2 separate regions of the Zea mays genome follow, and region 1 is linked to region 2. A link is a contact called in public Hi-C data. All regions are on one chromosome and are shown on one strand. The core of a region is the stretch at or near the end of the contact, and the rest is flanking DNA. Distances in the headings are between cores, read along the strand shown.

What was found. A called contact is a pair of places that touch in the nucleus more often than the background predicts.
Region 1: a Hi-C map of ear shows a contact between it and region 2, with 1.5 times the contacts expected there. The contact joins the promoter of LOC100283607 here to the promoter of LOC100194255 in region 2. A contact is called at or near these places in 4 of 25 Hi-C or Micro-C datasets (ear, endosperm and leaf).

Annotation. Positions count from the first base shown.
Region 1 is chr3:206,431,493-206,437,826 of Zm-B73-REFERENCE-NAM-5.0, reverse strand. It overlaps LOC100283607 (anther-specific proline-rich protein APG), which reads left to right and starts at 3,979. Exons shown (of 4, transcript NM_001156508.2): 1 at 3,979-4,435; 2 at 5,436-5,560; 3 at 5,644-6,142; 4 at 6,243-6,334. The coding sequence starts at 4,177. It also overlaps a transcript of LOC100277713 not described here.
Region 2 is chr3:206,255,781-206,262,095 of Zm-B73-REFERENCE-NAM-5.0, reverse strand. It overlaps LOC100194255, which reads right to left and starts at 2,872. Exons shown (of 2, transcript NM_001139296.1): 1 at 2,242-2,872; 2 at 1,328-2,112. The coding sequence starts at 2,531. The coding sequence ends at 1,539.

The DNA.
Region 1 (6,334 bases), core at 2,730-5,229, 170 kb before region 2:
TGCCTTTTTAGACCGTCTGCAGCAGTCTACCCATAGTCTACTCAAAGCACTGTTTTGCATTGTAGACTGCACTGTTCGCAGAGTGGAGTTTGAATATGGGTATGGAGATGGGTAAGCTGCAGGAGATAGTTTTATAATCTTACATTCAGGGTTGCAAACTGTTTGTTAACATTTTTTAACCAGTACCATACACATAAACATCACCCATTGTGCACTTCAACGTACTTTATGGTTTTGATAAATAGTCTCTCGGTTCCAAAATGTTGGTTGTTTTAGTTTTTATCTTAATTCAAACATCTCTAACTTTGACCATATATAACTCGACCTGTGGGGGTAATGCAGTCCCCGAGCATTACATTAAGAAGAAGACCTTTACATTCAGGTCAAGAAAACCACTGAACCCCTGCCCCACCCATACACAGCGACACGTAGCTCATGTGAGAACGACCGCGACTGGGGAATCGAACTCAAGACCCGATGAGTGCTAATCAAACTTTAAACCACCTAACCAACTCAGTTAGGGGCCCTTTTGCCCAAGTATATAGAAAATGCACCAACATCAAATTAGTTTCATTGAATATGCCCATTGACATATGTCATGACAGTTGTATTTATTTGGTATTGCATGTGTCAATATATTTTTCTACAAATTGGGTCACAGTTAGAGATGTTTGACTTGGAATAAAACTAAAATGTCCTAATGTTAGAAAGGATTATATGTACTTGCTGATATATCTTTGTGTTGAGCAGTTCTCTTGTCTACTACTCCCTCCGTTCTTTTTTATTTGTCACGTTTTAGTTCAAAAATAAACTAGCACATGACAGATATCCGAGAACTGAGGTAGTACATCTTGATTATCATACTACTGGAATTGCAACCAGGGCAACAAACCGGCAGTCAACATTTATGAACCACTCCCCGTATACATAAATGTTGCTTTTGGTGCACTTTAGGGTCGTACTATATACTCCGTAGTTCATTATTTCCTCATGTCCCTTCCCTAGCAAGCCAGTGATAATATTTGTTTGTACCTGTAACTGGGTGAAGTTGCCTCGGTTCCATCTGTCCCTCGTACCTCTGGTAAAGGACTTCAACTACAAGGCAACCCGTGTCACCTACAAGGCTACAAGACAATCCTAATTGCACGATGTGAATTCTGGAATTACTTAAGTTTAACTTTAACCAAACAGCATAGTCATAGTCATAGTCATAGGTAGTCAGCTTTGAGTTTGAAATATCTGACCTGTATATTGTTAGCTGAATACCAGTCTACATCATATGCGTGGGTTTGTGCTGGTAATGCTATTATGCTAATGTACCTACCCGCAGCAACTTGAGTGTTCGCTTGTACAGTTATGGGCTTTATGGCCGCTCCAAACTGAGCAAGTCTGGATTAGGCCACAATGAAGCATCATTACCATAAATCTAGTGACGATTGACTAGGCAACAATTGGTTCTTGTTAGTGCATCACCCATCATCATATTATTCTAGAGCTTCGCCCTGCGCTAATACCAAGAGGACGTCTGATACCTGCTTATGTGGGGTAGGTAATAATCTCGTTCCTTGTTTGGTGAAAATTGAGATGATGACTTGAAATGGCAGTGGTTGCTTTGCCGACGCATCACACTTTCGCTAGCAAAATCCATGAAAGTTTGGCTTATAGGTTCCATGAATGCATGCGCGCTGTACATCTGAAACTACTTTAGATTGGATCTTAGTTGTTCCAAACTACCTTGGCTGGACATTCTTAAGATGCATCGGTACAGAACTAAATGGAGTACGGCGAAGAGCCGATGTAGTGGTTGATACAGATGCGCTGTGCTCGTGATGAAAATGTCTTGTGGCTAAAGCCCTTTCTGGATCGCCAATTGCTGGGGGACTGTTTGATCGGTACGAACGGGGGGGAAGTCAAGGCAAAACAGCACCAAACCCATGTTCCGATCCGTGCGCCTGTACATGAATGCAGCTTGTTTCGGCTTTAAAAAACGCATTGAGGGTGCTCTGGCCGTACGCCATTTTCCCATAGGATGGAGCTGGACCGGTCGACTCCATGTACTGTACGTCTTTTACCTACATTTGAGGCTAATGTGCTCACCAACTCGATGCATTTATTGACGGATTGGATTCCCTTTAGATCTGCTTTTTTTTGTTGAAGCAAAAAAGTTTAAACAACTGGACTTTTTTTCGTTGCATTTGTCATTTGATTTTTTTTTACTCCAGCTACAGCTTGGCAGTTTGAAGCTAGCTAGCTGCGAGGTATTCATGGAGCAAGGTTCGTAACTGCTGATCGGGTTGTATTATTAGGATCTAATCATGTTGTCCGCCGAGAAAACCGATGGATGAGTTAAATCCCCTCTGTGATTTATGACTAGGAGGAGATTTAATCCCCACTGGTGTAACCTGGATACTTCTCTGTCGCTGTCGGTACATTACCTCCCACCAAAAAAAAATGCACGACCGCTGCAGTATACATCCGTCGGTGTACAGCATGACTTCCATAATGCTGCGGTAGCAGCAGGATGTAGCGTTTTATTTATTGAAGGGAAAAAAAATCAGGACGTAGTATCTACGGTGTAGTCCTGGTGTCTCCCAATACCCTACCTATATATACGCAGTACATGGATTGTGCTCGTATTCTGAGAAGTCGATGCTACCAGACGTCGCCGAGGCTGGCATGGACCAGCGGCAGCTAGGCCGGCGGAATGCGCTCTGATTTTTGCCCGTGGACTGGAAGAGCCTGGCACGCGCGGTCGTAAATTCCGTGACCCAAACCGAATCATGCATGCACACCTGGCTGGCTGCGCGCCTAGCTAGGCGCGCACGCAGATCGCCCGACGCCCGGTGAACCTTCCTTGCGAGTTCGCAGCCCTCCTCCTTGTTCTCACGACTATAGGCGTTTAAACACGCGTCCTTGGATCACCGAAATGGCCGTGTCGCCATGCTCGCTAGGAAGGGAAGGGCAAGGGCGTCTGTTGTTTAGTTAGTCAGAATGCTGTAGAGTGCGTGCGCGTGCACAGCAACTCAGCGAGAGGGTTAGGGCTGGGACGTGCGCGGGTGGCCCCCGCGGTTGGGAGGAGTAAAGCGCCGCCGCGGCAGGTTCCCCCCGCGCCCGCGCGTCATGTGCGCCTGTAGGCTGGAGGCTGGAGCTCGCTCTGGGCGGCGCGGAATGCCGGCCAGCTCACTGGATCAGGTGGGGCCGGGGCCAGGCTGCGTCGGGCACAGAAAAAATGGTTCTTTTTTTTTCTTTTCTTTTCGGAGAGGGGTGGGGCTGCTGTACCGTCGGCGTTTCGGCTTGAAGGAGCTTGAGCTCTCTTCTGACGTCGTTAGTACCTCCTTCCTCCTACCGACATTAATGGAGATACCCTCGCCGTGCCTCTCTCGACGCACTTGCGTTGCGTGGTACATCGCCCGAGATGCGCTGCGCTGCTTTCTGTCGGTAGAAAGCCTTTTTGTTTCTTTTGCGTGGTATACTTGTGTGTCTTTCACTGGGATCATCAGCCTTGCATTGGGCGTACGTGGCCGTGTCCTGGCCTGGCCTGGCCTGGGGAATTCAATGAAGTGACTAGATCCGTACGTCTAAGTTCTAACCCCGGCCGGCCGGTAGTAAAGTTGAGTTCCGCCACCGTCGTCGGTAATCGGGTCCCTCGGCTCGGACCAGGGCATGCAGCAGGGATGACTGATGAGGGAGCGCACATCCACTGGCAGCGGAACGACATGGCCACGTTTCCGCAATTGAATGCGCGGCGGCTCCCAGAGCTTCCGCTTCCAACTTGAGCTCGATCGGTGTGGAGCGCGCGCCCGGCCCACGCCGGCTGGACACTGCGCTGCATGCCACTTATGTGCAGTGCAGGCGGCGACTGTGCGTGCACTCGCTACGCTAGCTCCTCCATCCCTGGATTCCCTGCACACTGCACCACCGCGCTGCCGCCGTCCTCGCCCTGCTCCTGCTGCCTATATATACTGCCGCGTGACTCGCAGGGACGGAGCAGACGTTGGCCGCCCGCCATTGGTCCGCCGATATCTCTTTTTCCCTCTCTCTCCTTTTCTGCTTAAGTTCCCGTCCACGAGAGCAGGTAGTAGTAGCTACTAGTAGCTAGCAAGTCGGCCAGCACGCTCGCTCGCTCGCAGCAGTCGCTAGCCAGACAGCATTGGCGCCGGCCCGCGCGTGCGCGCCATGGAGGAGGCGAGGCAAAGGCGGCGGCTGTGCCTGTGCCTGCTGGTGGCGGCCGTGAGCTGGGCGCTGCTGGCGGCGGTGGCGCGGTGCGACCCGCAGGTGCCGTGCTACTTCATCTTCGGCGACTCGCTGGTGGACAACGGCAACAACAACTACATCGTGTCGCTGGCGCGCGCCAACTACCCGCCCTACGGCATCGACTTCGCCGCCGGCCCGTCGGGGCGCTTCACCAACGGACTCACCACCGTCGATGTCATCGGTAAGCAGCTAATAGCCAGCTGCTAGGCCGGCGGCGGTGTGCATGCGTGGTCGAGCTCGATCGAGCAGGTAGACCGACCTGGGATTTATTAATACGTAGTACGTTACGTACGTACGCGCGTCGGTGGATAGAGACACGTACGCAGGTAGATCTGTACAGGAGCCAGGATAGAGATGGTGACATGCATGGAGAGATCCACTCCCATGTAGAGATGGCAATGGGTAAATACCCACCGGGTATTACTACCCCATACCCATACCCACGACAAAAAAATAACCCCACCGGGTCACCCATATACACTGGTGGGTATGGATTTACCCCCATACCCATACCCACGTGGGTATGGGTCACACATCGGGTCACCCGTACCCACAAAAATTAAACATCTATCAAAATATTATATTATACAAATATCAAGTATATCCATCTAAATACCATTACAAAATTTCTAGCATCATTTAACCATCCATTCAACACACATTGGGTGAATTACATGTTCCATTACATGGTCATTAAATTGTCGTTAAGCCTTCTATGACATAATGACCTAAAAGATTATTAAATAGTAAAAAAGATGGATGACTAAAGTCTAAGTTCATGCTTGGGCTAAGTTTATATTGGGTATTTTATACCCACGGGTTAACGGGTATGGGTGAAGGTGGAACGTTATAATACCCGTTTACCCATTGGGTGAAGATTTTTGCCCAATAACAGACCCACGGGTAGAATATTTAGCCCACATACATACCCTAATGGAGTAAATACCCATCGGGTATCGGGTCGCGGGTACCCATTGCCATCTCTACTCCCATGCATGAGCACACCACCGCCTACTATACGTTCAGTTATGCTTGCTACTATTAGAAAACCCTGCACGAGCCACTCGTGCCTGAATAATAAGCAGACGACGTACGTGTTTCGACAACTTCAATTCGATCGACCAGGACGACAGGTGCGCGTACGTGTTTAGTTTTCTCACCGTGCGCAATTTGCACAACAGCTCAACTTCTGGGTTTCGACAACTTCATCCCGCCGTTCGCCGCAACGAGCGCGGACCAGCTCCTGGGCGGCGCCAACTTCGCCTCCGCCGCCGCCGGCATCCGCGCCGAGACCGGCCAGCAGCTGGTATGTATACACATATCCATACCATATCACTGCCAACACTACGAGCTGAGCTATAGCCAGACGATGCTACCGAATGAATGCAGGGCGGGCGGATCCCGTTCGCGGGGCAGGTGCAGAACTACCAGACGGCGGTGCAGACGCTGGTGAGCATCCTGGGCGACCAGGACACGGCGTCGGACCACCTGAGCCGGTGCATCTTCAGCGTGGGCATGGGCAGCAACGACTACCTCAACAACTACTTCATGCCGGCCTTCTACAACACGGGCAGCCGGTACACCCCGGAGCAGTTCGCCGACTCGCTCATCGCCGACTACCGCCGCCACCTGCGGGTGCTGTACAACTACGGCGCGCGCAAGGTGGTGATGATCGGGGTCGGCCAGGTCGGGTGCAGCCCCAACGAGCTGGCCCGCTACAGCGCCGACGGCGTCACCTGCGTCGACCGCATCGACGACGCCATCCAGATGTTCAACCGCCGCCTCGTCGGCCTCGTCGACGAGTTCAACGCGCTCCCAGGCGCGCACTTCACCTTCATCAACGCATACAACATCTTCGACGACATCCTCGCCAACGCCGCCTCCTACGGTAGGTAGTAGCGATATGATGGTCTATAACTGGATCGGACGACGACGACGAACGATCGATCGCCTTCATCTGATCCTACGTGGCGCGCGTGCGCATGCAGGGTTCACGGTGACCAACGCCGGGTGCTGCGGGGTGGGCAGGAACAACGGGCAGGTGACGTGCCTGCCGTACCAGGCGCCGTGCGCCAACAGG
Region 2 (6,315 bases), core at 1,623-4,122:
CCCACCTGCATCAATTTATTATACTTACTCTTAGATGAAACTTAGGATGCACAATTTCATAAACAAAAGGAGATGCGGCATTTTTAGAAACAATGTAGTGGAACTTTGTACTGGTAAGGTTATTGTGCCATACTCATTTAATATGTGCCATGTAGAATAGAAGTTGATGTGACATGTGACTAAAGAGAAAAACAATAAAGCAGTATCTTGAGGGGGATATGACTTAAGCACAAGATCATAGGTATTGTAACCTGAATCATATAACTGACCCATAATTCATACTCTTATACGCATCTAGCGTTTAATTACCTTATGGGGACTACAAAATAACATGATACTATATATTGGGACAACTATATCTTCTCTAGTAACATATGAGATGACAACTTTGGATATTGTGACAAGAAATAATGAGTTGAGAATAGTCTAATAGCTAATATTTTATATGTGCGCATATATTTATGTATTGAATTAAAGACGAAAATATCTAAATTCATAAAAGTTAGTACAATATTGGTATGCTATTCCCAATTCATAGTATCATACACATTTAATACATTGCCACATAAGCATTTTCGATGATGTGGCAAGAGAGTTAAGAGAAAAGAGAAGAAGGTTGTATTTTAAGGGAGATACTTCCTCCATCCACATGAGTTTGTCTTTCTAGGTTTGTCTTAAATGAAACTATTTAAACTTTGACCAATAATATATATAAGATTAAATTATTTTAAAGTAAAAGAATTACATATTATGATAGTTCAAGTCATGATGAATTTAGTAATTTTACTTTTATGTTGTAAAATTTTATAAAGTATTTGGTATAATTGGTCAAAGTTGATAGTGGTTGACTTAGAATAAATCTGGAACGACAAACTCATGTGGACTGAGGGAGTACCACTTAAGCACGAGATCATATGCATTGAAACTTTAACCATTCAAGTGGCCCACATCTTATACTCTCACATATACTAGTATTTAATATTCTATAGAGGATATAAAGTAATCTATGATACCATGTATTGAGATAGTTATATCTTATATAATTTTGTATGACATGTCAACTTTGATATATATTGTGAGAAGATGCCTTAGAAAACCCTATTCTGTTCGAGGACACGGCAGTGGCCTAGCTAGCCAGCTAGGCAACGTTGGTTTGAATTGATTGAAACACTATTCAATTCTCCATAGCTCTCGTGTTGAACGTACCAATCTTTGCGCGGAATACAAAATGATTGAACCAAACCATTGAGAGAAAAAAAAAATCCGCGTGTCCTTCTCAAACCCACCCCTGATGTCCACCGAATCAACTCTGTGCAAACGCAAAAATGCCAAGTTTTTCTATCTGCTACCGTGTCTGTGTTTGTGTATAAACAACCAATCAGAGAAGGATGAAAGAAGAAAAGCTAGGTGATGACAAGAGGAACGGAAGAAAAGCCAAAAGTAGATAGATCAAGGAGCTCTACATGAGTTTATCTGGTTTTTATTGGAGTCCGGCCTGCCCCGGCCCACATGTCAGGACCTTCAATTCAGGATTCACTTCACTTCACCCGGCCTGCCACCGAAATCCCGTCGCCGGCGTGCCGCCGGAACACCATGGCGCACTCGGGCAGCTCGCCGAGACCCGCGAACATGGCGTCCTCCTCGCCCCCTTCTCCGTCGAACAGCCCGCCGACGTCGCCGAACTCGTCGGGGAGGGGCGCGGGCGGGGCGCCGAAGAACATCGCCCCGTACAGCATCTCGTCCGCCGCCTCGACGTCCGGTGGGGACGCCGAGGAGGTGACGGACACGCCGTCGTAGAGCCACCTGAACTCGTCGTGCACCTCGACGGCCGCCGCGCCGGCCTCGGTCTCGGCCGCAGCAGGCGCGCAGACGACCGTGGCAGCGGCAGCGACGTCGTGGCTGCCGGATGACGGGGACTCCGGCGGGACTGGCTGTGGCTGGGCCGGCTTTGGCTTCGGGGCCTGGCGGTTCTGCGCCCTCGCCGCCGCCATGGCCTCCGAGTGGCTGTGCTCGAACGAGTACGTGACGATCACCTTGTCCGGCTCCGCCCTGCTCCGCTCCACCTGCTTCCTGGCCGGGCACCCCTTGGAGCTGCTGCACCTGTAGTAAGCCCTGGGCACGCCGAAACCGAAACCCAGATCAGCAAAAGTCTACAAGAGAACTAGGGGCAGTCCATGGATGGATGCATGAGTGATTGCTTCTACTACTAGACTTCTACGTCGTGCCGTGGCCCGTGTGTACCTCGGAAAAGGCGAGCCCTTGATGGGCTTCTGGCCGTACTTGCGCCACGCCCACGCGTCCGTCGGCGTGTTGCCCTCGCCGACGCCCTTGGGCCGTGGGCCACTGACGTCCGCCAGCGGCACGGTGACCACCCGCTTGTTCGCCGACCGCCTCCTCCCGGCACCGGTAGCAGCTGGCGACGTGGACGGTGGCGCCGGCGACACCGGCGGTGGCGAACTTGGGCAATCAGCCGACGAAACTCCGCCCGCAGCGCCAGCCTTGCTCTCGTCGCCGCTCCACTCGGCGTCCATTTGCCCGGGCAGCTAGCCCGAGAGAGAGAGAGAGAAATTAAGCGCCGGATCGGAGCAGTTCGATCTTCTCGGCCTGATCCGAATCCGATGTCACCAGCTGCCCCCCCGACCCCGAGGCAGAGGCAGGCGCATCCGCGGGATATAAAAAAGGGAACGGCGGTGCGGTGTGGAAGCGAGCAAAACTAAACTACTACTACCACGACTCCACGAGGCTATGCTATGCATGTAGTACTACTACTACGTCGCGGTGACGGTGGTGTCCCGTCGTCCTCGGTTCGTGCGGTGTGATTGGCGGGGACGACGTGAGGGGTTGTGGGCGCGCACGCTGGCTGAGGCCTGAGGGCTGAGGCTGAGCAAGGCGTGGAGACCGCGCGCGGGGGACGAACTTAAACAAAGAGGAGAGGAGAGACAGCCAGACAAGCTGCTCTCTTGAGAAGACGAGGACGAGCGTGCGACGGCGACGTCTCCCCAACTATCGCCATGTCCATCCATCCATCCATGCCTTTGATGATGGATCGTCGTCGTCCCCTCATCTGTCATCGTTCGTTCGGGATTCGGGAATTAGATGAGAAGTAGCATATGCATTAATTATTAACGTACGCATATCATCATGCATTGGAGTGGTTGGTGCGTGGTTTCGGTTGGAGTCGAGAACCAAACCAGCAGCAGAGCTCGGTTCGCCGTCATGCCCACGCGCGGCAACAGTGCCCTGGAACTGCGACGTGCGTGCATGGCAGTGCAGTGGCCGCTCGTCCCGGACTACGGCGGAGCCCGCCCGGCAGATCCCCATCCATCCCACGCGCGTTTCTATCGAGGGGTTAAACGTTGACAGCTGCACACGCGCGCCGGGCGGAATTCTTCTGCCCGCGCCTACTCCGATAAAAAAGAATCTAGCTAGAGGCGTCGGATATTTCGGCAGACACGTCAGGCTAGGAGACAGGAGTAAAGGCCGTGGTAATTCAGGTCGTGACTTGTCGTCGTATTCGGTTGCTTGGTGAAGAATCAACGATATACGTCGCTACCAGCTTCAGAATTTTACATTGCTTCTTCTTCTTCTTCTAGTAGAGTGAGTCTAGTTTCTATTCTAGATATGATATGTTATGATATGATATCCTGGCCTGGGTCAAATTAACCTTTTGACGCTGTCATATATATTGCTTAGCAGCGGCTTGGTGTGTTCGACACAGATCCAATAATCCAACCGCAGATTCTTTGGATGGAAATAGACATCACGCGTTCCATACATCCACCGCAACACGAAGCCATAGTTTTTTCTTCTTCTTTTGCATTGGCGACTCCTTCGATCGTGCTCTCACGCGATTATTATTCAATTGGGGGTTCAGCTATGGCATCGCAATCCTTCTCGCGCGGCTGCTGAGAGTTGAGTTCTCTGGTGACTTGTTCAACCGATCCAGGGCCTCCAATCATGAGGTGGCAGCTAGCGAGCGGCCGGCGTCACACCAGCTCTGCATCCTCCTCCTCTCGGCTCTCGCACACCGCGCTACGTACCTCTGCTCCCATATAAAAACTCCATCCCCGTTTGACGAAGAGCTCAACCACCGGTTAGTTTATCTGGGCTGGGGATCGGAAGAGAGGGTGTATACGTAGCGCGACTTCATGGCCTGCTCAACTCTTCTCCTATCCTACCCTCTATGGGAACACGCGGGAACAGCTGGTGTTTCGAAATAGAAAAAGGGAAACGGAAAATGGTCATTGTGGCGTATGTTAACCTGATGAATGCAGCATGAATGTCTGTATCACTGTATGGATACCATCAGCGCATGCAGTCTGGACGTATGGATACCATCATACGCTCTCAACCGCTCAAGCCCTCCAGGTGAGGACGTCAAAAACGGGCAACGGTGTCCTAGTTTCAAGTCTGAGCTATTAATTGCTTCGCCCTATCAACTGCTGTGAGCTTTGGTAGATCTATAGAATGAACACATTACACACTTCAGTCCTGTTCTATCGCTAGCAGGCTGTATGTATTCACTACAATGTTGGGCTGTCTGTTTTCTTTCTTCCTTCCTTCCTTCCTTCCTTTCGATGAGCATGTGTGTTTCCACTTTCCACTCCTTTCTTCACGACATGGACACTGGCAAAATTGTTGTTCGCTGATTGCTACCCAAGTGCTGACCATATGGATGATTTCAATTAATCGTGGTACACAGACTAGCTAGAGACCCCATTCAAGTTTGTTTGTGTATTGTATATCAAATTAGGTTTTACTTAGTGCAAAGGGATGGGGATAAATACATATGTTAATCTTTGTAGCTTTCCGACTATCCAACTATGCCAATTTGGGAATCGCTGCCAAAATTCAGTATGCTGTAAACACAAATCACTACTACTATATAAGACTCTAATGTAGACCGCGTGCACCGTGTTCTGCCACAGGTTCTGCTCACCTCCGATCTGACAGATGGACCTCATGTCGTTCAACTCCTTCCTCGCCCACCGCTATGTCACGCATGCAGCACCCACTCCCCCTCCACTGCTCCACATCTCCTCAACTCCATCGTTAGTCCGCCTTCGAATCCTTCGCCGCACCCTTCCGCACGCAGTTCACACCTAGGCCTCCGCCTCTGCGCAGCGTGACCCACCCTTTGCCTCGGAGATCAGCCAAGCGCGACCAGGCCTTTGCCCCCGCACGACGCGCGCCATGCCTTTTGCCTCCGTCATCGGCACCCCCGATTGGATCCTTCCCTCCACGAGCATCCCTCGCTCGTCTCTCGACACACAAATCACCACCTCCTCCTCTACCTTGCCCCAATCGCCGAGGAAGGACGAGGGCTCCCTGACGCAGGACCAGCCCCGTGCTCGTCCACGGCAGCCTACGGGCACCACCTCCGCCATTGCCGTGAAGGAGAACACCGCACCCAAGCCGCACCACCTCCACCGTCGTTGACAAGGAGAACACTGTGTCCAAGCCATCCAAGCCCACGCCTCCGCCGTGCGGTGGTCCACGTCGTCGCTCCCGCAGGCCAGCAAGATCCAAAGCTCGGTGGACTCCTCCAAGGTCGTCTCCACCTTCTGGGCTCCCGTGCTGCTGGGGAGTCGCGCCAGCGGAGGACGGCGACAACGGAGACGGGTGGGCCTCCAGCTCTGCCAGAATCGCAACTCCTTGGTTGCCTTCTTTGCGGCTGACGACCCCTTCGCGCTAGCGAAGGATGGCGATGACAAAGACGACGAGGCCATGCGGTGCCCGCCCAAGGAAGCGGATGTAGACGCCTTACTGAGTGGGGACGTGATAGGCTTGAAGGGGCTGGAATCAGCGCTCCTCCTAAGGTTACAGCATGACCTCGCTAACAGCGCCGGGGATGATGACCTGACTGCCGCAATCGACATCTGGCTGGCGATTGCATTTGATTTGCAAAGAAAACGTGAGTACAGTGGACTGCAGTGGGGGCAAGCAGGGAGATTTACTCTGAAATACGAGGTGCTTTGAGAACACAATAGTTTATATTCCATTTTGCATCTTATAGGTATATACGTATGTTGCTATGAAGTTTTACACTTATCAGGAGATTTGATTTAACAATTGATACACGCTTGCTCTCCTCTTAATAAAAAGAACTTATGGGTTTCTGGTTTGATAAGTCTTATGAGGCTTTGATATCGCAATTTTTAAATAAATCCCACCCAAACCAAAATAAATAAATAACAAAAATAGTTGATGATGCACAGGGCAGTTCATGGCGCTTAAGCAGAGCAGCGATCCATAATTGTCACTGCACTTGTCCTGCATTTGGTACTTGACTTTTTAGAATACAAAAGTAGTGTT